4 separate regions of the Mus musculus genome follow, and all the other regions are linked to region 1. A link is a contact called in public HiChIP or PLAC-seq and promoter capture Hi-C data. All regions are on one chromosome and are shown on one strand. The core of a region is the stretch at or near the end of the contact, and the rest is flanking DNA. Distances in the headings are between cores, read along the strand shown. Region 1 holds the start of Aldh2 (aldehyde dehydrogenase 2, mitochondrial). Region 2 holds the start of Diablo (diablo, IAP-binding mitochondrial protein). Region 3 holds the start of Setd1b (SET domain containing 1B). Region 4 holds the start of Tpcn1 (two pore channel 1).

What was found. Promoter capture Hi-C pulls out the DNA fragments that hold promoters and counts their contacts. HiChIP or PLAC-seq counts read pairs in DNA pulled down with a chosen protein or histone mark.
Region 2: a contact with region 1 is called in a promoter capture Hi-C map of pre-B cells, with 2.2 times the contacts expected there. The contact joins the promoter of Diablo here to the promoter of Aldh2 in region 1. A contact is called at or near these places in 1 of 39 promoter capture datasets (pre-B cells) and 1 of 115 datasets of contacts at active chromatin or transcription factors (pancreatic cancer cells).
Region 3: a contact with region 1 is called in an H3K27ac HiChIP or PLAC-seq map of bone marrow-derived dendritic cells, with 6 times the contacts expected there. The contact joins the promoter of Setd1b here to the promoter of Aldh2 in region 1. A contact is called at or near these places in 1 of 39 promoter capture datasets (cranial neural crest) and 1 of 115 datasets of contacts at active chromatin or transcription factors (bone marrow-derived dendritic cells).
Region 4: a promoter capture Hi-C map of liver shows a contact between it and region 1, with 5 times the contacts expected there. The contact joins the promoter of Tpcn1 here to the promoter of Aldh2 in region 1. A contact is called at or near these places in 2 of 39 promoter capture datasets (liver and pre-B cells).

Annotation. Positions count from the first base shown.
Region 1 is chr5:121,591,116-121,596,542 of GRCm38.p6, reverse strand. It overlaps Aldh2 (aldehyde dehydrogenase 2, mitochondrial), which reads left to right and starts at 2,719. Exons shown (of 13, transcript NM_009656.4): 1 at 2,719-3,181. The coding sequence starts at 3,062.
Region 2 is chr5:123,522,033-123,527,459 of GRCm38.p6, reverse strand. It overlaps Diablo (diablo, IAP-binding mitochondrial protein), which reads left to right and starts at 3,296. Exons shown (of 6, transcript NM_023232.3): 1 at 3,296-3,389; 2 at 4,079-4,205. The coding sequence starts at 3,340. It overlaps Mir7647 (microRNA 7647), which reads left to right and starts at 4,765; the gene lies at 4,765-4,823.
Region 3 is chr5:123,140,014-123,145,440 of GRCm38.p6, reverse strand. Setd1b (SET domain containing 1B) reads right to left here and starts at 3,248. Exons shown (of 17, transcript NM_001040398.2): 1 at 2,987-3,248; 2 at 2,314-2,498; 3 at 1,987-2,085; 4 at 1,090-1,360. The coding sequence starts at 2,484. It also overlaps a transcript of Rhof not described here.
Region 4 is chr5:120,586,400-120,591,826 of GRCm38.p6, reverse strand. Tpcn1 (two pore channel 1) reads left to right here and starts at 3,214. Exons shown (of 28, transcript NM_145853.2): 1 at 3,214-3,324. It overlaps Iqcd (IQ motif containing D), which reads right to left and starts at 2,804. Exons shown (of 5, transcript NM_029408.2): 1 at 2,733-2,804.

The sequences.
Region 1 (5,427 bases), core at 1,470-3,969:
GGTGCCCGCCACCTGCCTCAGTTTCCAGGGAATAGTTAGGTACATAATGTTCCCGCACCGAAGTCTGCTTTCTGAGTACAGAGAGCCCTGCTGTGCTTCATTTAGCTGTGAGCATGCTGCCTGAGAGGCGCACTTCTCTGTTGAACTGGAGATGCTGATAACACAGTAGCTGTAACAATAAAAGTGACCCTGGCTGGGCAAAACTGCACTTGCTGGCTCTGGGAAGCTGTCCGGAGTTTCCTGCTTCCCGTTCTCAGTTCCTCCTGCATTTATCAGGAGAATTGATCTGAGGAACCTCTTAGAAAAGTTTACCATCCATTCAAGGTAAAGTTCCCCCAACATCCATGGACTCCCAGTGGAGTCTCCCACAAGAATAGATGTGTGTGTGAGAGAGAGAGAAGAGAGAGAGAGAGAGAGAGAGAGAGAAGAGAGAGAGAGAGAGAACACCATGGCTTCAGAAGATACAAGGGAAGGATCTGATGATCACCCCTGGCTTCTTCAGATCCGACCATCCTGTGTCCATCAGGAACTGTCCTGGTACCCAGTGGGGAAGGACACGTGACTTTGAGCAACCTGCACTATCTTCTTCTTCCCTGTGCTTCTCTTGGCACGCAACAGGATGGATTCCCATAGGGCGGTGGCACTGTCCGACACTGGGGTCCCATCCTACCCAGTCTTTTTACTGACTTTTGATAAGTAGGATTTACAGCACGGCAGTGACAATAGATAAGCTGTGTTCTGTGGTAGGGGTGTGGAAGTAATTTGTTTGTTTGAAATAGAGTCTCCTGTAGCCCAGACTAGCCTAGAACTCTTTATGTAGCTCAGGTTGACCTTCAACTCCTGATCCTCCTGACTCCACTTCCTGAATGCTGATGTTACAGGGCAGGTACCACGAGAAAGTAGACTTTCTTAAAAGTCTTTTTTTGTTTGTTTTAGGTTTTTTTTTTTTTAATTTTATGTATATGAGTGCACTGCCGTTGTCTTCAGGCACACCAGAAGAGGGCATCAGATGGTTCTGAGCCACCATGTAGTTGCTGAAAATTGAACTGGGGACCCCTGGAAAAGCAGTCGGTGCTCTTAACAGCTGAGCCATCTCTTCAGCCCGAAAGTAGACTTTCAACACATTCTTGATTTGTGATACTTCCAACCTGAGAAGAGTTAAAGGCCACACCCAATCATAAATGGAGGAGGAGCCTGTATATAGCACTATCAGTATTTAATTAGGAAATGTCCCATGACTTAGTGGCTCTACAAACCGGGGCATTATTTGTAGTCCCCCAAGATTGGAAGCCACCTAAATGTCACCCATAGAAAATTCTTTAAATGGTAATGGGCCTGTAGTCAATGAGACAGCAAGTAGCCCTTTTACAAACAGTGAATGGGGACACCTTCCTGCAGGAAATGGGTGTGGAGATTCACGATCCACATTTGGCAAGGCAAAATGGTTTACTTCTGCACAAGGGCGAATTGCCACGCAGAACAAGCAAACACACCCAGAGGGCCCCTGCAGGTGAAACTTTTGAAGGGATATATATATATACATATATATATGTATGTATGTATATATTGATGGCTAGCCGGAACTCATATGTAGACCACCAGGCTGGCCTCGAGCTTTCTAGAGATTTGCTTGCTTCTACTTCCTGAATGCTAGGGCTGGAGAAATGGCTCAGAGGTTAAGAGCACTGACTGCTTTTCAAAAGGTCCTGAGTTCAAATCTCAGCAACCACATGGTGGCTCACAACCATCAGTAATGAGATCTGACATCCTCTGTGTGTCTGAAGAAAGCTACAGTGTTCTTAGATATATAATAAATAAATCTTTAGACTGAAGCCAGCGGGGCCGACCTGAGCAAGCAAGCAGAAGTCCTGAATTCAAATTCCCAGCAACCACATGATCGCTCACAACCATCAGTACAGCTACAGTGTACTCATAAACATAAAATAAATACTTCCTGAATGCTGAGATTAAAGACCCAGACCCATTTTTCTGCTGTTTTTCTTTTTTAATTCTGAAAACAAAGGGGTCCTGTGTGTCTCTCTGAGCCAAGCTTTCATTCTGACCTGATTGACTAATACAGAGCTGCACAGTCTCCAGGGAGATATGAAATTCGAGCATATCTTTTGGATTTCTGTATGTGCAGACCCCCGGGGGGAATCTGGAAGTCTGCTCAGTGGCTCCTTTTTAATTTCTCCCAACAGCGTTCTCAGTTTCCCAGATTCCTTTGCACCTACGGTGGGTCATGTGACCAGCCTGTGAGGTCCTTAAATGCTTTTTTCCTCATGTTTTGTGCTAACGGTGCGGAGTCCGGAACAACTTCAGCTGTCCGGTGCTAAAATGAGAGGCACACGAGGAAACGCGCCCAGACACCTTGTCTGGTCACTGGCTATTACAGCGCGGGTGACAATATCCTTCGAGTCACCAAAGCAGGGCGATGCTCATACACAGCAGTCTCCTCCTTCTGGGTGCTTCAGAAACAGGCTGGGCCTCAGCTTCCAAGGGCTCCACCCAGTTTGGGGCTCCTGGGTTTCAAAACACTTCTCTTTGCACTACCCAGAAGCCCCTGCCAAGATTCTCACCATCTCCTTAGCCTAGTGATGCGTTCACCTGGTTGAAAGGCACACAAGTGACCAGGCGTCCACGTCTCTTTCTAGCCAATGACGTCCTGCACCTCAAGTGCCCAGTCCCAGGCTGTTCATGGAATAACCGCATTCATGAATTCTCTTCGCCGCCATATCTGCACAGATGTGAGCCTTAGGCGCCAGCCACCCTGCTAGGAGCGCACACCACTCTGGCTAGGCTTTCTCAGGGTTCTGCAAACTCCATCTCTGACTTGGCTTTGGGAGCCAGGGGTCGCGCCCCTTAGGCCGTGAGGGGCTGGGACTCCCTGACCACGCCCCCGTGTCTCCGCCTCCCATTGGCGGCTGCAGGGGGCGGAGGCGAGGACTTGTTCTTCAACGCTGCAGTCGCCCTCCGATCGGCAAGGCTTCTCTCGGCTCCGTTCGGCTCGGCTCGCCCATTTCAGTTCAGTTCGGGTCAGTTAAGCTCCGCTCAGTTCAGCATGCTGCGCGCCGCACTCACCACTGTCCGCCGCGGACCGCGCCTGAGCCGCCTGTTGTCCGCCGCCGCCACCAGCGCGGTGCCAGCCCCCAACCATCAGCCTGAGGTCTTCTGCAACCAGGTGAGACTCACTTCGCCTCCTCGGGCCCTAGGGCGGGACGGAGCGGGCGACGCGGCCTCAGTTTCCCCTCCGCGCCCAGCGATCTTTGCGCGCGTCTTCCCTTGCCCATGTGGCCGCAGTGTGTCGCCTCTCGGCCTGGGACAGTCCTGGGCCTCTTTACCCCGCATCGATGCAGCCTGCTCCTTCCCCGCGCGGTCCGGGTTCACCCAGGAAGGCCCAGCCGTCCCAGCTCCTCTCTGCGAGACCTCCCATACACCCCTACCCGATTCACGCAGACCTGAGCCAGAGTTCAGAAGCAAAAGCTGGGTCAGGACCCCTCTGTGGCCGCTCTTACCCAACCGGGACTTTGGAATGTTGTCTTAGCTTTTTGAGTTTTGGTAAAGTCTGGAATCACATGAAAGAACGTGGTTGTGAAGTATTCTTTTTGTTTGTGCAACAAGTGGGACTTGGCTGCCCTCTTCTGTAAAATGGGAAAGCAGTCAGGGCTGATATCTTGATGTGTTATTTTGAAAGAAGATCTCATTTTGTAGCCAAGGCTGGCCCGGAATTCTGTGTTCTTCCGTCAGCCACTCCCACCCCACTTTGGATTTGTGCAGGCCAGACACGCAGCTACCACCTCCGGTCTTCAGCTTTCTCTCTACTTTTTCTTTGAAACAGGATCTCACTAAGTTGTCCAGGCTGGCCTTGAACTTGTAATTCTCCTGCCCCAGGCTTCCCAGTGCTGGGCGACAGTGATCCCATGTCTCTTGATACTACAGGGCCTCGTGCACTTGGCACTTGGTGTGAGCTGCAGTCCGGGTTCCCCAAAAGTCCCCTCCCCCAACCTTTGTGCAGGGCAGCGTCCTAAACAATTCAGTCTTTAACCCATAAGCTTTAGAACTGGGAGTTTGATGCTATAACTATCCCCACTACACAGCTCAAGAGACTGAGGTCTGGTCAGGTTCCTAAAGAGCCAAGTTAAGGTGAAGTCTGGGTTCTTGTCTGGGATTCCAAAAGTAAGCCCTTAGCCAAAACATTCCATGGTCTCTTGCAACTCTGGGTAGGAGCAGTGGTCGGATCTCATGTTGAACGTGGACATCCTCCAGATGGACTGCTGACCACCGGTGTTGTAGCCTTAGCCTCTTGCTTTCTGCAGTATGTACTTCCAGGACCTGGCAGCCATTTACACATGCGCAGGACCTGTTTGAAAATGCCCATGAGGAGTGCTACAAGGAGTCAATCCAAGGGAAAACAAACAAACAAACAAACAAACAACCCATCTTTTGCATAATACAAGCTGTAAATTTCAGTAGCTGCTGGTTTTTTAACTGGCAGCTGATGCTGAAGCAATCAGTCAGGCTTGAAGGAGCTGAACTTCAAAAAGAGCCGGAATTGACTGCAAGAGGAAGCACCTGATCAATAGCTTTGTTCCTCTGGTTCATCAGGAGGCAGGGCACAAAGTATCAGGTCCAATGCGTGCTCTGGCTTGATTCAGTTGTGAGTGATCCGTGGGTGGGGGTGGGGGGTGTTAGAGTGACTCCCCTCCCCCATTGCTGCCTTTTTCGACATCACAAGGATAGTGCACGTTCATTACCGAAGTTTCATGGCACTGACCTATTGCACACATCACAAGAGCACTGTTAATGCGAGTGGCCTTGCTCTGTTCTTTGCTTTTATAAGTTTGTGTGGGAGACAGCATGCTGGCTACCTGCCACTCGGGTCCCTAAACACTCTGTCTCCGGAACACTGCTTATCTTTCTCAGCTTTTAAAGCTTTTTTTTGGAGAACACAAGCTCTCTGCCCTAAGCCAGGCAGCTCGTGGAGGGAACACTAGAAACCTCGGGGTGTTAAAAGTGTGGCATCATTGCAAACCCTGCTGCCAGGGATAGCAGGACTTGGAAGCAGTGGCTCTGGGTTCTGTGTGTTCCTGCATAATCTCTATGGCTGTCACTAGGGCCATTTGCCCCAAGGAGCAGCCAGTGTGGCCTTGAGGTGGCTTCCCTAGACTCTGGGCTTGCTAACAAGGGCACCTGCAGGGCCCAAGCATCCCAGTAGGTATGTTTTTTTTTAAGCTTCGTGGCCCCATCTGAATGTCCTCACCTTCTTGCCTAACCGAAGCAAGCTGAACGAGGTTTGGCTCATCTTTCTGGAGTCCTCTCGCCTTCTGTCCCAAGTGTGACCACAGGTTAGGTAAACTTCTTAGGTGGAAGATACTTTCTGCGACTTCAGCTTCCCTCAGAATGGATCCCTGAGTGTGGCTTCTGAAA
Region 2 (5,427 bases), core at 2,047-4,546, 1.9 Mb before region 1:
TTCCTGCAAATTTGATGATGTCATTGTTTTTTTCTAGCAGCTGAGCAGTACCCTAGTACATAAAGGTACCACACTTTCTTTATCCATCCTTTGGTTGAGGGGCATCCGGGCTGTTTCCAATTCCTGGCTGTTATAAATAAAGCTGCTATGAACATAGTTGAGCAAGTGTCCCTTTGATAGGATGGAGTGTCCTTTGGGTATTTGCCCAGGAATGGTATAGTTGGGTCTTGTGGTAGATTGATTTCCAATTTTTTGAGAAACCGTATTGACTTCCTAAGTGCCTTCCAGGTTTGCGCTCCCACCAGCAGTGGAGGAGTGCTCCCTTGCTCCTCATCCTCGCCAGCAGGAGCTGTCACTTATGTTTTTGATCATAGCCATTCTAAAAGGTGTAAGATGGACTCATTTCAATTTGCATTTCCCTGATGGCCAAAGATGCTGAACCTTTCTTTAATGCACAGGAAATTTGAAACAGCAAAATGAACTAAGTATCTGAAGCAAAGGAAAGAGGGGAATACAGACACAGTGTTGTCTCTAGGTTGTAAGTGGTACTTTCAGATCTGATGCATAGAGGACACCTTGCCAGACTGTGGAAGCAAAGGGCAGTATGGAAAAATTCTCATCATTTATAGATGGATTACAGTGAATTTTATGCCATGTTGTAGTTCTTTATTATTTATGTAGTGTGTGTGTATGTATAGTATGTTTATATATACATGCATGCATATATATACATATATATATACATACATACATACATACATACATACATACATACACACATTTACACTTGTAGAAACTAGAGGACAGCTTTCAAAGAGTTGGTTCTCTCCTTCCACCATTTGAGTCCTGAGGACTGAATCCAGGTCATCAAGCTTGAAAGCAGGCTCCTTTACCTACTGAGCCACCTTGTCGGCTCCCATGTCCTGTTTCTTAGCTTCAGTTAATCTATTGCTATAAAATACCCCAGCTTGCAGGTTTGCAGATTGCTATTAAATATAAGACACAGAACTGCCTTGAGGGATCGATCCATTTGAAGTGTGAGCGAGGAGGGAAGAGAGGCCTGTTTTGAACAACTTGGCCCTTTCATCTGTCACTCTGGTTATTGGGTGGTAGTATACATCCCGGCAGGCATCCTGTCCTTCTGGTGATGAGGCAGGACATGGAGCCCTTTAGTTGCCCAGGCCTCTGGGGGAGCAATTACTACTCCCTGGCTTCTTGAGCTGTGTGTAGATGTCCTGCCCCCGTTTTTGCCCAGACTTCGCCCAGGCAATAATTTGATAATAAGAGATCCTGATTACATTAAGCAGCCATTTGCTTCTGGATGATGATGTTATAAAAGGGTTGCCATCCACACTGCCTGCTTCTCAGAGGTCAATAATAGTCTTTATAATCGAGTACAAGCAGAAGGATGCGCTGTCTATTCCTGGTCACTTTTCCTTTGTTCCATCAGAACGGGAACATGTTCTGTGCTTTCCCAGCTGGCTCCTTCTGGGCCTCACCTTTGTCGTTGAATTTAGAAGTGGCTATACTGGGAAAGTGCCTGGGCACTGAGTTTGCAAACTGCTAAACTTTGTAAATTAGGATCACGTGCTCTGGGGCTATCATCTATGGTTCTCACACACACACATATTCATGTTCACACTTGTCGTTCTTAAAACAGCAGCTTTTCCATTACTAAGATAGTCTTGGTGAATGTGTAGTGGTTCTGCCAGATCCCAGACTTAACTGGGCTGCTCTCAGTATTAGCAGTATTGGAAGTACAGCCTGTCTGTAGTATTTAGACAAGCAAGACAAGAAGGGGCTTGAAATACCCCCTAGTGTACCACTTGTTCAGCCCATTTGAGTCAGAAGTCCTGGAAACTGCTGATGCCTCATCCTGTAGGCTGTGGAGGTAATGCAGGCAGAGGGCGGGCAGGGCTGTTAATGCCCCGCCTGGTCTGGCATTGCCTGTGCGCAGCTCCCTGGGAGCTCAGAAACCACACAGAGATTGTAATTGGTCGCTAGACCACACCTAGTTGTTGAGTGCTCCAGCTGCCTGAAGACCTCTCAGCTCTGCCCAGATCTCTGGAGTGCGTACAAGTCTACTTTCACCATACCTGAGAGCGGCTGTGGAAGCTGTGGAGGTGGAAGAGTCGTGGAAACTTTGCCAAGTAAGTAAATTGGGAAGAGTGGGAAACTAGAGGCTGCCATTGATGGTAACTGCTAGGCAAGGCAGCAATGAATTTGAGCTAGCTTGTGACTCTTAGCATCTGAGGTGAAATTAGCTAAGGGCAGATGCATAAAGCATATCAAGAAAGATATGAGTGAAATCGAGTTAGTACCCATCACTTGACACCCTTCAATTTTAATCCTGACTGGCTATTAGGCAAGCATACTGGGGGCACACACAAGAAAAAATCCTTAAAATCTATCATCGACAAGGCCAGGGGAATGACGGAGGGAATGAGCAATGTCCTGCTGCTTCCCCTCCACTATGAGACAGGGCCATAGACAGGGCTGCGGCTTGAGTGAAGGGAAAATAAAACTGTCTTCCACTAGCCCATTAGCGGCACCAGCTCCATTAAAAATGCAAGAGATGGTGGGAAGAGAGGGCGGTTGGAGCCTAATACAGAGTCAGGACTGGAAAAGACCAGGCTCCTTCCCTTGTCTGAGTTCAAGTGCCAGTGAGAGTGGGGGGCAACTACTGCTTTAGACTTTCAGTGTAGGGGAGAATAGCACTTTGGGCTTCCTTGGCCTTGGAAGAGTACTGTTCATTGCGTGCAGCCTGTGCGTGCTCAGGCTCCCGGTCTCTGCAGGGCGATGCAGACCTCGTCCACCATCCACGTGCTGCAGTTGCTGCGGGAGCTGCTCGCCTTCGTGCTCCTCAGCTACACTGTGCTCATCGGGGCGCTCCTGCTGGCCGGCTGGACCACCTACTTCTTGGTGCTGAAGTGACAGCGCCCCGGCCCCGCCCTGCTCCGCCCCGCCCCACCGCGCCTCGCCGTGGCTCCGAGCTTCCCCTCCCTGGCCACACAGTCTCCCTTTCCAGGAGCGGCCCCGCCTCGCCTCGCCCCCCAGCCCGCTGCCCGCGTCACGGCGCGCGACCCGGCTTCAGCACCCGTGCACTGGAGCCTGCGGGGACCGGCGACGAAGTCGGAGCGGTTGGAAGCCAGGTGCGACCGTTAGAGCGGTTTCCTGGTGTCCCGGCCCCGCCCACTCCGTTTGTCCAATCGCAACCGCGTCCTCCTCTGGGGGCGTGACCATGAAGCTCCGGGCTCCTTGGGCCCCGCCTCGCTTGCGCTTCTGCTTGCTATGCTGCGTCACTTCCGGCGCGTGCGTCCGGCGTCGGTCCGCCGCGGGATGGCGGCTCTGAGAAGTTGGGTGACTCGGAGCGTCTGCTCTCTGTTCAGGTACGGCCGCGGTAGCAGAGGGCGGGCGGCGGCGGAGAGGAACCGGGAGCGCCGTGCCGGCCAGTGCGTCGGCCCCGGGCCGTGGTGCTGCCGCGTCCCGCCTTCTTCTGAAGTTAGAGGCGGGCCCCCGCCTTCGTCCCTCGTCCTCCATCAGGGACGGGCGCCTGAAAGTGGTTCTCCTCCCACGCATCCCGGGGGCTGGCTTTGGGGGGTCCCCAGGGACACTGAGGGACAGCCGGGCCACGGCGTTGGCTGGCAGCGCATTGTTAGAGAGAGCACGGGTCCCCGTAAACTCGGCCACCGGCGACAGCGGCTCGCTCCCGGGATTTGCTGGAGGCGACCATTGGCGACACCTGGAACCCAGGTCCCGGGGTCTAAAGCTGAATCCTGCGCACTCCGGAGAGTTTTACGTTGGCGTCAAGTTGCTAATCGGCTGCGGCGACTTTGAAACTTCTCCGCCTGGCGGGACGCTTCCACGCGCATTGACCTGTCGCTCGTGGAACTCAGATCGCATGCCCCTGACTCCCGAGTGCCGAGACTTAACTGGCCGTCCTGTGGTTTATTTTCTTAGAAGATTGCGGGCACTTCCTCATTTAGTCTCATTTACTGCTTGGTCCAAAACTCCTGCAGACCACAGAGCCTTTTACAGATTGATTTTGGGCTTTTTAAATTTTGACTTATGTTTCCAGGTACAGACAGCGTTTTCCTGTCTTGGCTAACTCTAAGAAACGCTGTTTCTCAGAATTGATAAAACCATGGCACAAAACTGTGTTGACTGGATTTGGCATGACACTGTGTGCGGTTCCTATTGCTCAGGTAAGGGACTGTCATGTGACTATTATATATAGGGTAAAGGGGCCAGGGAAAGAACGCCCGGACCCTGACTTGCCCCAGAGACTATTTCCAAGTCTTAGTGAACTCCTGAGCATTGGACAAGCTGCCACACTTTCATAGGTACCCCCTTCCATGATGCCATGTACTGTACTAAACCCGCATCTTCCGAGTGGAGCACGTTTCCCATTTTCTCATGTTATAGAAACAGTGTTCTTAACAGATTCTGCCCCCACTCCACCACCCCTGAAACTGAGCATCAGTTGAACTGGGAAGTAGACCGTTATTCTTGTACCAAAATCGAAGGGGCTAAATTTTGCACATGTGCTGCTTAACCTTTGAGGGTCCTGAGGTTAAAAATGCATTGTAAAAGAACTGAAGTGGGGAGGGTAGGCAGAAACGGGAGGAATAGCCATGTGTTTCCCAGCAGCCATCAGGCAGCTCTCACCTTGTTGTAACTCCAGTTCCAGAGAATCTGACACTCTCACACAGACACACTTGGAGGCATGCATATAAAACACCATTCATATAAATTAAAAGTATGAACTACCACCTCCTGGCCTTTTTTTTAAAAAGCACCAAAAGTCCAGGAGGTGGTAGTACACACTTTTAATTCCAGCACTTGGGAGGCAGAGGCAGACAGTTCTTTATGAGTTCAAGGCCAGCCTGGTCTACAGAGTGAGTTCTAGGACAGCCAGGGCCATTACACAGAGAAGACCTGTGTCAGAAAAGAAACAAAGTCAGCTGGTGATGTAATGTGAAGAAAAATATGGTGCAGTGGTGTGAGACAGCTTGGAGAAAGCTGACTGAGTGGCCTGGGTGAGGGAGAGGCCTTCAGCAGAAGGGGTTCCTGGCAAGCCTAGAAGGTGTATTTTGTGTGGTATGCAGCAAAGCAAAGTGGGCGGGCTGGAGTGAGGTTGGAGAGATAACCAGGGCTCAAATACTGTGACTGATCCTTGTGGCTCATTGTGGGGCTTTGGATTTTCTCTGAAGGCCTTGAAGGATTTGTTCTTGGAATATTATGATCTGGCTAATGTTCCAGTTTGATGAGGTGATAGCTGGCAGGCAGCACATGAGTGAGGGAGAGCTGTTTCCCACTTGAATTACCATTTGCTGGGACAGAGGAGTGGGTCTCCATCGGAAGAAAGTTACATTTTAGAAATGTCAGTGAGCAGCTGATAGGAAAGTGATGGGTTTTGTTTTGTTT
Region 3 (5,427 bases), core at 1,999-4,498, 1.5 Mb before region 1:
CTCAAAATTGCCAAATCCACTCAAAATTACCACAAACCACAACCCTTTGCGACAACACCCAGCGCGGTCTTAGGTCTTAGAGACTGCATGTCGCCATCATTAAAAGCAAAACAAAGTTAAGTTTTTCTGTCTTGCCTTTGGTGTGTGCTCAGAAACTCAAAAAGAAAAATCCCTGGTGTTCACCCCTGGAGTCCTCCCAGGCAGGGTTCAACAGTGCCACGCCCCTCCTCCAACCCCCGGACTTGACATTAGGATCACGGGACCACCTGGTCCCAAAGCCCCCTGCACTTGCCCGCAGACTGGCAGGGATGTCTTAGAAAGGACGCAGGTAAACTTAGGGGGGATGCCCTCTGTGTCTTGTCAGGCCTTTTCACCTGAGCCAGGATGCGGGGGTGGGGGTGGGGGTGGAGGAGAGTCAACAGCTCTGGAGGTAGGAGGTGTGGCTCCCCAGCCTGCCTGAGCAAACAGAGGTGCTGCGGTCTCTTTAAGAGAGAGGAGGGAAGACAAGTGTCAACCCATGAGCACCCAGAGCAGCCCGCCCCCAAGATCCACTATCAATGCTATCAGAACATTATCAATGAAACACTCCTCGGCTCAGATTGGTTCAGGGAAGGGGCACCGGTAGGGGGTGAAGGGGCACGGGCACCCTAGATCTTTAAGGAATGACTTTTATGAATTTAAAGGCACACGGTTCTTCTTCTGCCCCCAACAAATAAACAAACCCTCCCATCTCCCCTAACACAGGCAGCAACACTAGGGACTGTCTAAACGCAGGCCACAGGGGCTCAGAGAGGGGCCCACAGGGGTGTCATAGGTGGGGGAAGCCTCTGGGTGGTCCCTAAGGGTGCAGTGGCCAAGGACTGGCACATTTGGTAAATTATAGTCTGTCTCCTAGCAACAGACAACACATTTGGCTCCATGTGACTCTGCCCTCCGGAGGGGACAAAAAATAAATGGTGGTGGTGGTGGTGGGGAATCCCAAAGAAGAGACAAGGAACGATAAAGGGGTTTCCAAGATGAGGGTGAGACTGACAGGTGGCCTTCCAGCTCCTCCCCCACAGGCCACCAACCGGCCGGGCCACCACTAACCTTTGGTGTCCAGCTCCACGTGGATAATGTTGCCCATGACAGAAGTGCTGTGCAGGTGTTGGACGGCCTCCTTGGCGCCCCTGACTGTGGCAAAGACCACCTTGGCAATGCCCAGGTGTTTCTTGGTCTTCGGGTTATACAAGATCTCCACCTCCTCCACCTCCCCATACTTTTTGCACATGTCCCTTAGGAAGTTTTCACGGACGTTGTCATTCAGCTTGGCAAATGTCACCTGCTTTGGAGGCACAGGGCCCACGTAGAACTCATCGATCTGCCAGGGGCCGCGGCCGAGGTGGGGGGGGGGGGGAGGGAGTTTGGAAAACATTAAAACCAAAGAGAAAACACAAGCACGCCTCACTTGCCCAGCAGTTAAAAAAAAGAAAGAAAAAGAAAAAAGAAAACAAAAAAAGCATGCGGGCGGGCCTAGGAAGCAGAGGATTAAATCGTTTGGAACCTGGAAGTCCTCTGGGTTCGAAAGGAAAGGGGAAAAAGAAACAGTTTCTCTTTCCCCACCCCCCTATTCTGGCCTCCTATCCTTGCTGCTGGATCCCAGACGACCCTCTGGTCTAGGAAGTTGTCCCCTTTAAAGCCAAAGGGTTGGGAGGGGGGCGGGTCCCTGAGCCAGGGCCCTGGGTGCGCAAGGACCCAGGTGGGGACCGGGAGCCCCCAGCTCTGCCGGCATGATACAGTCTCAGTGCCCTCGTTACAGTTTCTCCGAGTGTTATTTTGTTTACAGTGGCCCGGAGGGGACACCCCTCTCCCCCCTCCCCGCCAAAACTTCCCAGTCCTGGACGGCGGGAACTAAGAATCCGGCTGGGCTTGGTCAGGACTGGCGTTATTTTCGAACTCGGGGAAGGAGGGGGGGAGGGACCATAAGACAGAGAGGAGGGGTCCTACCTTGAATTTGGGCACAGACAGCTCCAGCTCCTTGTTTTTGGTCCAGATTCCGACCACCCGGGGATCTTCCACGATCTCCACCGGGCGGTTGCTGGACATCTGTGGGCAGAGACAGGGGGTTCAGTATAGAAGGGCTGGCACCCTCCCCAGGGGCAGGGGCAGACCCCCCCCCCTCAAGGCACCAGTCCCACTCCAGGCTGAGGGGAGGGAGTCCTGGCTGACAGTTGGCCCAGGTAGCTGGAAGAGGGGTCCCCCTCCGTTCGCCTCTTGTCTGGGGGCTCCACCGGGGGTGGGTGGGGGTGGCGGGAAGGCGCGCCGGCTACTCACGGCCAGGCTGAAATGCTGCCCATCGTAGCGGTACAGTTTATGGTGCCCCTTTTTCAGAGCCGGGTCAATCATCAACTTGTAACTTCTCCAATGGTGGTTCCTCCTCTCGCCCGAAGGGCCGGGCTGCGGCGGGGGCTGCTGGTGGTGGTGGTGGGGGTGACTGTTCTCCATGCCGTTAACCCAACCTGAAACCCAAGCAAGTTGTTGTCCTCTCCGACGCTTCTACACATTCGCCCGAGAATCCAATCGGCTGGCCCCCACCCCCCTCCCACCTTACCAGCGCGCCCCGAAAGCTTGTCTCGCTGCCTCTCCCCCCCCCCCCCGCCTCCCGAGGAAAAAAAATCTAAGAATGGAGCGAGAGAATAAACCCTTTCCGGAGGGTTTACGCGCCCGCCCGCTCGGCCACCGTCTCCGGCTGGCAGCGAGGGGCTGCCCGGGGCCCCCGCTGCGGGCTGGCGCGGTCCGGGACGCACGGAGGACGCGGGCTCCGGCCCATGGTGCCGCCAGCCGCCCGGCGTGGCGCTCGGCCCGGCTCGGGAGCGGGGCGCGCGGCAGGGCCTGGCGTCGCCCGCCCGGGCGGGGGCCGGGGGCTCGGGCTGCCCGGCTCCTCTGACCGCGGCCTCTCTCTCTCTCTCTCTCTCTCTCTCTCCTCCCTTCCCTGCGCCGCGCTTACATCCCCGCCGGGCGCCGGCCTCCCTGCGCCGCCAGCCAGTACATGGTGTCCCCCGCGGGAGCCGAGGCCGGGGCGGCCGGACCGGGGGCCGGGATGGGGGGGACGCCGCCTTAGCGGCTGCCGGGCCCCGAGCTGCCGCTGCCCTTGCTGCTGCCGCCGCCGCTGCTGCTGCTGCTGCTGCCCGGGAGGCGGCTGGCGGCGGAGGCTCGGCTCCCAGTAGCCGCACATCCCACAATACACCGCTAAGGAGCCCGACCCGAGTGCTCACCCTCCTCCTCTTCCTCCTCCTCCTCCTCTTCCTCCTCCCCTCGCCTTCCTCGCCGCTTCCCCAGGCACTCTCCCGGCGGCGGCAGCTGCGCCGCCAAAGCCCCGGGCCCCAGCGGCCCCCCACCCCTCACTCGCGCGCTCCCACACTGCCTCCCCCCCCTTCCCCGGGGGGAAGGCCTTTTAATTTATTTATTCTGCTGGGACTGAGGTGGGGGGCTTGGCTGACGGGGGAGAGGGGGGTCTCCACGGCTTCTATCTCCCCCGCGGCTGGGGCTACCCTTCCAGCTACGGAAGACTCCACGGTGTGCGCCCCCAGGGCCTCCCAAACTGTTTCCAAACTGCCCAGGCCGGTGGTGGACGCGTGGAGTCTCGGCGAAAAGGGCTGGGTTTCGAGTGGGGGGTGATCGTGTGTATGACTACTAGAAGCCTGGAGGGGAGGCAGACGTCGACCCCAAACGAGTTTGCAATCGAGGTATCTCCGATCCCGCTTCCTCTTTGGCCCGCACGCCCCCTCCCTCCCAGGAGCTGTGCTGGGGAAGGGAAACCAAGGTTTGGAACCACACTAGCCTTCACATTCCTGGGAGGATACAACCCTCGCCTGGACGGGGAAGATAGCTCTTTCTCTTTATTTTTTCGTTTTTATTTTTTGCCTTTCTGTTTTTATTTTTGGAGGGGAGCGCCCAGTAATTGTCTTGAACACATGCTTCTCCCTCCCTCCTTCCTCCAGCCACCAGCGACAGAGAGTCCCCTTTTTTGCATTTATCATTTTCCTTCCCCTTTCTTTATTAAAGGTCCGGGAGTGGCGGCGGCCAATCAGCGCTCGGCTTCCATTTTGTGAGTTCAACTCGTAGGCTTCCCCGGCTTTTCGCGTGGATCTGGTTGCAGACGCCCTCGGTCTCTCTTCTCGGGCTGCCGAGGCGAAGCAGCCGCCTCGCCGGGGCTTCGTGGTGGTGTATTTCATATTGGGGCTCTTTTCGGGGTTTGTAATTTGGCCGTGGGTAGGTAATTGGCTGGAGCAGGGCGGCAGGGTGCGGCAGCCAATCAGCGCGCGGCTTCTATAGGGCTTGAGTTATTAGACGCTGATCTCAAAACATCCTTCATCAGACTCCAAGGAGAGGCCAACAGATGAGGGAGCCATTTTTCTGCAATGGAATTAAATGGCCAAGTGGGTTTTTCCTTTGTTGCAAATGGGGAATGCTTTTCCTTTGACTCCACCATCCAGTTCAGGACGCCTGAATGTGTTTAACATTTGCCAAAGGACTCACACTTGGAAGAATGAAGACCTTTTAAAAAGATCTGGATTTTTCCTTATGACTTGGAATCCATCTTTGTCTTGTATAACTAGGTCATAGCACACTATTAATGTCAGCAGTTAACAGTTTTGAATTCAAAAAAACCTAAGTAAATGACATATTTAATTTTTTTCCTTTTTTTTTTTTCTCGGGTGGGTGGGTGGGAGAGCTTGGAGCTGTCTTAATCTGTATTCTCTTGACTGAACAATAAATTTTTAAATATAGTTTCCTCTATTAAACACTTAAGCCTGACCATCTTATTAATTCTATTTTTTAACAAGGTAATGTTTTAAATGTATAGTTGTAGCGAAACGGCAACAATAACAAAAAAACTGTGAGCTGTTGTTACTGTTAAATTTTCTAAAAACCTTTTACATTGTAAGTACCCAATCCATTCTGTCCTTAACTGCACTGCCGTTCTCGTGTTACTGTCGCCTGAGATGTCCTGAATTTTCGGAAGCTTCATCTGCATGTATGTCTTTGTCTTTGTCTGATGTAAGTCAGTTAAAATGCTTTTAGACGTTTTTGCTTCTATAAAGCTACGATTTTTTAGCTTCGAGCTTTTTGGAAAAAAAAAAATGTTTACAGCCATAGTTGCTATTCAGATTTCTTCCCAGTAGCTCGTACACTCTTTGAAAATCGATCTATTTGAAGAAAAACAGCTGTTTTTCTCGAACTGGGTGTGGGGTGGTGGAGGGTAAGAGAAAGGAAGACCTTTTGTATAAAAAAAGACTGAAAGCCGCCTCTGAAAACTAGATTAAAACTGGAAAACAAGCCCTTAGCCGGTTCAAGCCAAACACCTACGTTGAGTCGGTGGTATTTTCTGTGGCGGTTGGGATGGCTGGTTTTGCCTTTTGTTTTGATTTGACTTGTGTTTTCGCC
Region 4 (5,427 bases), core at 1,965-4,464, 1.0 Mb after region 1:
TACACACATGCACACACACACATATACACTTTTTTTTTTTTTTTTGGTTTTTCAAGACAGGTTTCTCTGTGTAGCTCTGGCTGTCCTGGAACTCACTCTGTAGACCAGGCTGGCCTCGAACTCAGAAATCTGCCTGCCTCTGCCTTCCAAGTGCTGGGATTAAAGGCATGCGCCACCACTGCCAGGCATACATACACATATAATCACATGAATACACATATACATGCATATACACATGCACACACACACATGCATGCATAAGTGAACAAGCATGCATGCACACATACACACACATGCACATGCATCCACATGCACACAATACACAATACATGCACATCCTTATACACACATCCACATGCATATGCATACATACATATCGTGCACACACACATACACACATGAATACATATCCACAACACATACACATGCACACACGTACACACAGGAAGTAAATAAAACAGAACTTAAAATGCAGGCTAGAGAAATGGCTCTGTCAGTAAAATGCTTGAATCTGAAGCTCCTTCATACTCATGTAAGAGCCAGGTGTGACACACAGAATAAGAAAATAAACCCTTCATCTTTAAAAAATATTAGTTACCAGAGTATAAGATATCAACATAATTAATAGAGGAAGCACAGACTTCGTATTTGCCTGGTGTTTGGTGCAGTGTGAACCCGCGTTATTCTTTCAATAATTAAGCCTGCACTGAGAGTAGAAGAGGAGATGCATTTCTTTGTCCATTAAAAGGAAAAAGTTTCCTGCATTTGAGAGCATTCAGGTTAAAATATTTTCATTGGCTACAGGATCTAGCCCGTTGCTATAATAAAAGCTGAAGTTCAGAGATACTTTACCCTGATGTTCTGTTTCAAGTGTTCTTGATTTTTAATCACTTTTAATTCCAAGAACTCTCACTAGGACCTCAAAGAAAAAGTGTGTGTGCGTGCGCGTGCATGCATGCGTGCATGCATGATGTTCATGAGTGCAGGTGTCTTTTGGGCCAGTAGAGGGCGCTGGATCACCTGAAGTCGAGTTACAGGCAGTTGTGACTCATGAATGCTAGGAACTGAGGGCCCTCTACAAAAACAGTGTAATGTCTAAATGTCTAAGCTATCATTCCAGCCCTCCCATTTCAGACAGGATTTCATGCAACTCAGACTGCCGTCACTAACCATACTGTTATGGTTTATATATGCCCGGCCCAGGGAGTGGCACTTTTAGAACGCCCTGTTGGAGTAGGTGTGGCCTTGCTGGAGTGGGTGTGGCCCTGTTGGAGTGGGTGTGGCCTTGTTGTAGGTGCGTCACTGTGGGTGTGGGCTTTAAGACCTTCATCCTAAACTGGGCGTGGTGGCGCACACCTTTGATCCTAGCACTCTGGAGGCAGAGGCTGGCGGATTTCTGAGTTCGAGGCCAGCCTGGCCTATAAAGCGAGTTCCAGGACAGCCAGGGTTATACAGAGAAACCCTGTCTCGAAAAACAAGAACAAACAAACAAAAGACCTTCATCCTAGCTGCCTGGAAGTCAGTCTTCCGCTAGCAGCCTTCAGATGAAGATGTAGAATTCTCAGTTCGTCCTGCACCATGCCTGCCTGGATGCTGCCATGCTCCCACCTTGATGATAATGGACTGAACCTCTGAACCTGTGAGCCAGCCCCAAATAAATGTTGTCCTTACAAGAGTTGCCTTGGTCAAGGTGTAAAGCGAGCAGTCAAAACCTAACTAAGACACACACTAAGCACTCAATAAGCCCATGTTAAATATGTGAATTATTCGTTGTATGAGCCAAGAGAATGTCCTAGGAAATGCTTAGACAGAGGGAGTTAGGGTAGAATAAGTCGTGGCGGGGATCACTGCAATTAGCCTGGCAGTCACAGCACACACACGTTGTGAACATACCTTGTGCACTCACATACACGTAGGCACCCACAGATACATATAAAGTAAAAATAAATAAAGCTTTACGTTATTTTAAAAGAGCGTGTACGGCTTTTTGAAAGGACTAGAGTTTAGTCCCCTGCACCTATGACAGGTGGCTCACAACTGCCCACCCGTAATTAATTTTAGCTCCAGAGGATCCAAAACCCTTTGTCTGTATTCACATTCACATACCCCACCAACGCAGACATAGTGATAATAATATTAATAATGATAATAAAACTTTAACAATTAAAGGGGAAAAAACCTAATTAGACCAAGGGTGGTGGCACATGCTTTTAATCCCAGTACTCAAAGGCAAAGACTGGTGGATCTCTGTGAGTCTGAGGCTAGCCTGGTCTACAGAGTGAGTTCGAGACTACATAGTGAGACCTTGTTCCAAAATCAAAACAAACAACAAATCCTTATTTTAAGCATACACTGAAGGGGGTCACGCACCCAGCAAGCTGACCTCTGAACATAGTGCGGACAGTGGGCACCAAAACAAACCAACCCATCCAATTACTTGAACTAAGTTCACTCGATGTGAACTTCACAAATGGTATCAGTAAGAGATGAGGAGAGGGACTATGAAATGGCAGGTGGACCAGACAGGAAGCAAGACTATCAGAAGAGGATACTTGATGGTGCTTGCAGGAGGCCTAGAGGAGGACAGGATGGAGGTTGGGCAAGGGAGTGAGGACCTGGAGCTGGACGGGATGGCAAGTGGGGCGCGGACGCCTGGAGGGGAGAAATCACTGGACGGCGTGCCTACTAGGTGCACACAGCCTGCAGCCTGGGGCTTCCCCGCTGTCACTCACCAGCTCCTCAAGATGCAAGTTTCTTGGCCCACAGTTAAGCAACTCGGCGGCCCTTATGTTGCTAGGTTACGAGCCACTCTTAGAAGGCGGGACTTTGAGTTTGACTGACATTCTTTTTCACCATTTAACTTCGAATCGGGTTGCGTTGGCTCCGCCTCCTGAAAGATGGCCAATCAAAATCCCCGCCTCTCTGACGTTTCGCCAATGGAAAGACGCAGGATTCCTGTTGGTTGCGCGAGTGAGGCGGGGGTGGGGGTGGGGTGGGGAGGAAAGGGGTGTTGCTTCCTCGCCCCGCCCTCCCTTTGGGAGGAGGGCTGTGAGAACGCTGAGTGACGTGTAGTCTACCCTGTCAAATTTCATTGCGACCCCTCTGATGGCCAGTAGGCTGTGGCCTAGGGCCGTGGGCGGGGCTTTCGGGGCTGAGTGACAGGAGTCGGCGGATGCGAAGGCTGGCGCAGCTGCCGCTGTGGCAGCGGTGAGGCGGCGGTGGCGGCTGCTGAGGCTCCGCGCTGGGGATATTGGCGGCGGCAACTGCGGGCTGAGCTACGCTGTGCAGACCCAGTGCACAGTGCGGGATCCCGGGACGGCGCGTGTAAGGATCCGAGGGGTGCGCGATCTTGGCCCGAGGGCAAGGGTCAGGGGTCAGAAGGTGCAGAGAAGGGGCTGGGGCTGAGTGCTCCAGAAGCCCGAGGCGGGGCCCTGGGAGGTGGCCGGCATGCTCTCTCCTTGCGGATCCCCTTCTCTCTGCACCCCTTTTCTTTGGCCTGACTTCCTGGGGCGACCCGGATCGCGATGGGGATCGTGGGGAGCTAGAGCCCCCGAGCGACCCTTCCTCCCTGCTCACCTCCCTGCTGTGTCCTCTTGTGACCTGGCCGGGGACTCCTGCCTGGGTCAGTCTGCCTCAGGGGACAGATCGCAGGATGGCAGCTAGCTATCTGATTCCGGGACCTTCTTCCAGGGGTGACCTTACCCCAGGGGTGACTCGCTGGGTCTCCGCTAGAGAGAGAACCAAGGTCTGCCAAAGGGCTGGACCTTAGGAGCTCCGAGTCTGCTGTGTGACCTTGGACAGTTTACTTACCCTCTCTGGGCCCCGTTTCTTTCTCTTTGAAAAGTCATAGGCTCTTCAGGAGGCAAAGGCAGGAGAATGGCAACTTCAAAGCTTCAAAGCTCCATAGGGATATCCCTACCACCAAAGACAAAAAACAAGAAAGCGGTTGGTGGATTTCGCCTAAGTGGAGTGCAGTTTCTAGGAATAGTTGGTGGGGCTGCGCTGAAGTGGGCAGTGTCCCCTGCGTTCCATGACTACTTGTGGCTCTTTACTTGGGAGAGGCCACGCTAAGCTGCCTCATGTATCAAGTGGGCGCTAACCAACTGAGGGCAGAGCCGTTGAGTCGGAGCCAGGAGGTTGTTTCCTGTGGGTGGGGTCTACAGCTGTGTACTGTAGATGTTCAGTAGCCTCTCTGGACTCCCTCGCAATCAATCCCAAGTTGTGATGCTGGAAATATTTCTAGACAGTGGGGACAAAGTCACTCCAGGCGAGAGCCATTGAGGTGAGACCAGGCATGTTAGAATGGAGTCATGCATCCCGCTGTTAAAATGTAAAACCCACTGGGAGGATCTCCCTAGGATGCTAGTGACGAACATTAGAAACCTGTTGTCATGCGTTGGGAGAGCTTCTTGCCTTCCAAGTGAATAGCGAGAACACACTGTTAGAGCCTCCTCCTCATGGCCTCAAAGTACATCCTTGTAATCCCTCTGCTGTGGAGTGCGTTAGAAGTGTGAGCCTAGTCTATGCAAGGCACTGGGGGAGGAGAGAGTTAAGCCAAAATTCAAAACACACTGCAGTTCTTTAGGCAGCCAAATGACGGGTATCTTGTGGGAGTTCCTCTTCTGTCTCCCCTTGTTGAGATTTCCAAGCAAAATAAATTCTCAAATCTGGAAAAGGAAAACAAAAAACACAAACGAACAACCCCCTCCCCACCCCCCACTTGCAGGAACTTTGCCAGGCAGAGTCTTTCAGGCTTAGCAGGCTGCTGCAGAAAGTGGTGTTTATCTCCGCTGCCGCCACCGCCTCTGTTAAGAGAGACAGGCTGTCTCTGCCTGGTGATGTTCCCATCCATCGTTCCTGGAAAGGGGGCAGACATTGCCCAGTTGTCCTGCCGAGGATTGGTTTGGAGGCGGACTATGTCTGGTGCACTGGCCACAGTTGGAGGCAGCAACCTGCTGCTGTCTCTAAGTTCAAAGGTCCCCGGGCAGATCTGCTGAGTCCTGCCTTTCTTTTTATCTCAGTAAGCAGAAGCCGGTCTGTGTAAACAGCTTCTCGAACAGGCCAGTCCTGAGGGTTTAAACCTGGAGAGAAGGAAGGATGGGGCTTTTGAAAAGGACTCTGATTATAAGTTGTAAGGAATGTGCAAGTGCTTCTTCCTCATTGAACATCTCCCGTAGAGGAGCGCAAAGGTCATGCAAGAAGAATTCCTGTCGGCCACCAGCAAAGCCAGGATGATCTTATGTATTCCCAAGAGTAATTACTGCTCTCTGAGGACAAGACCTGGTGACTTTAAGAGTCACCACACCTGGTTAGGAATGTAGGCCTGGAGACAAAGCTTGGCTTTCTGACTGTGGGCACTCAGGAAAGTTACCTATTACCTCTGTCCCTACCTGATGTGTAGAGGTTTTTATTTTTGTATAGCCCTGG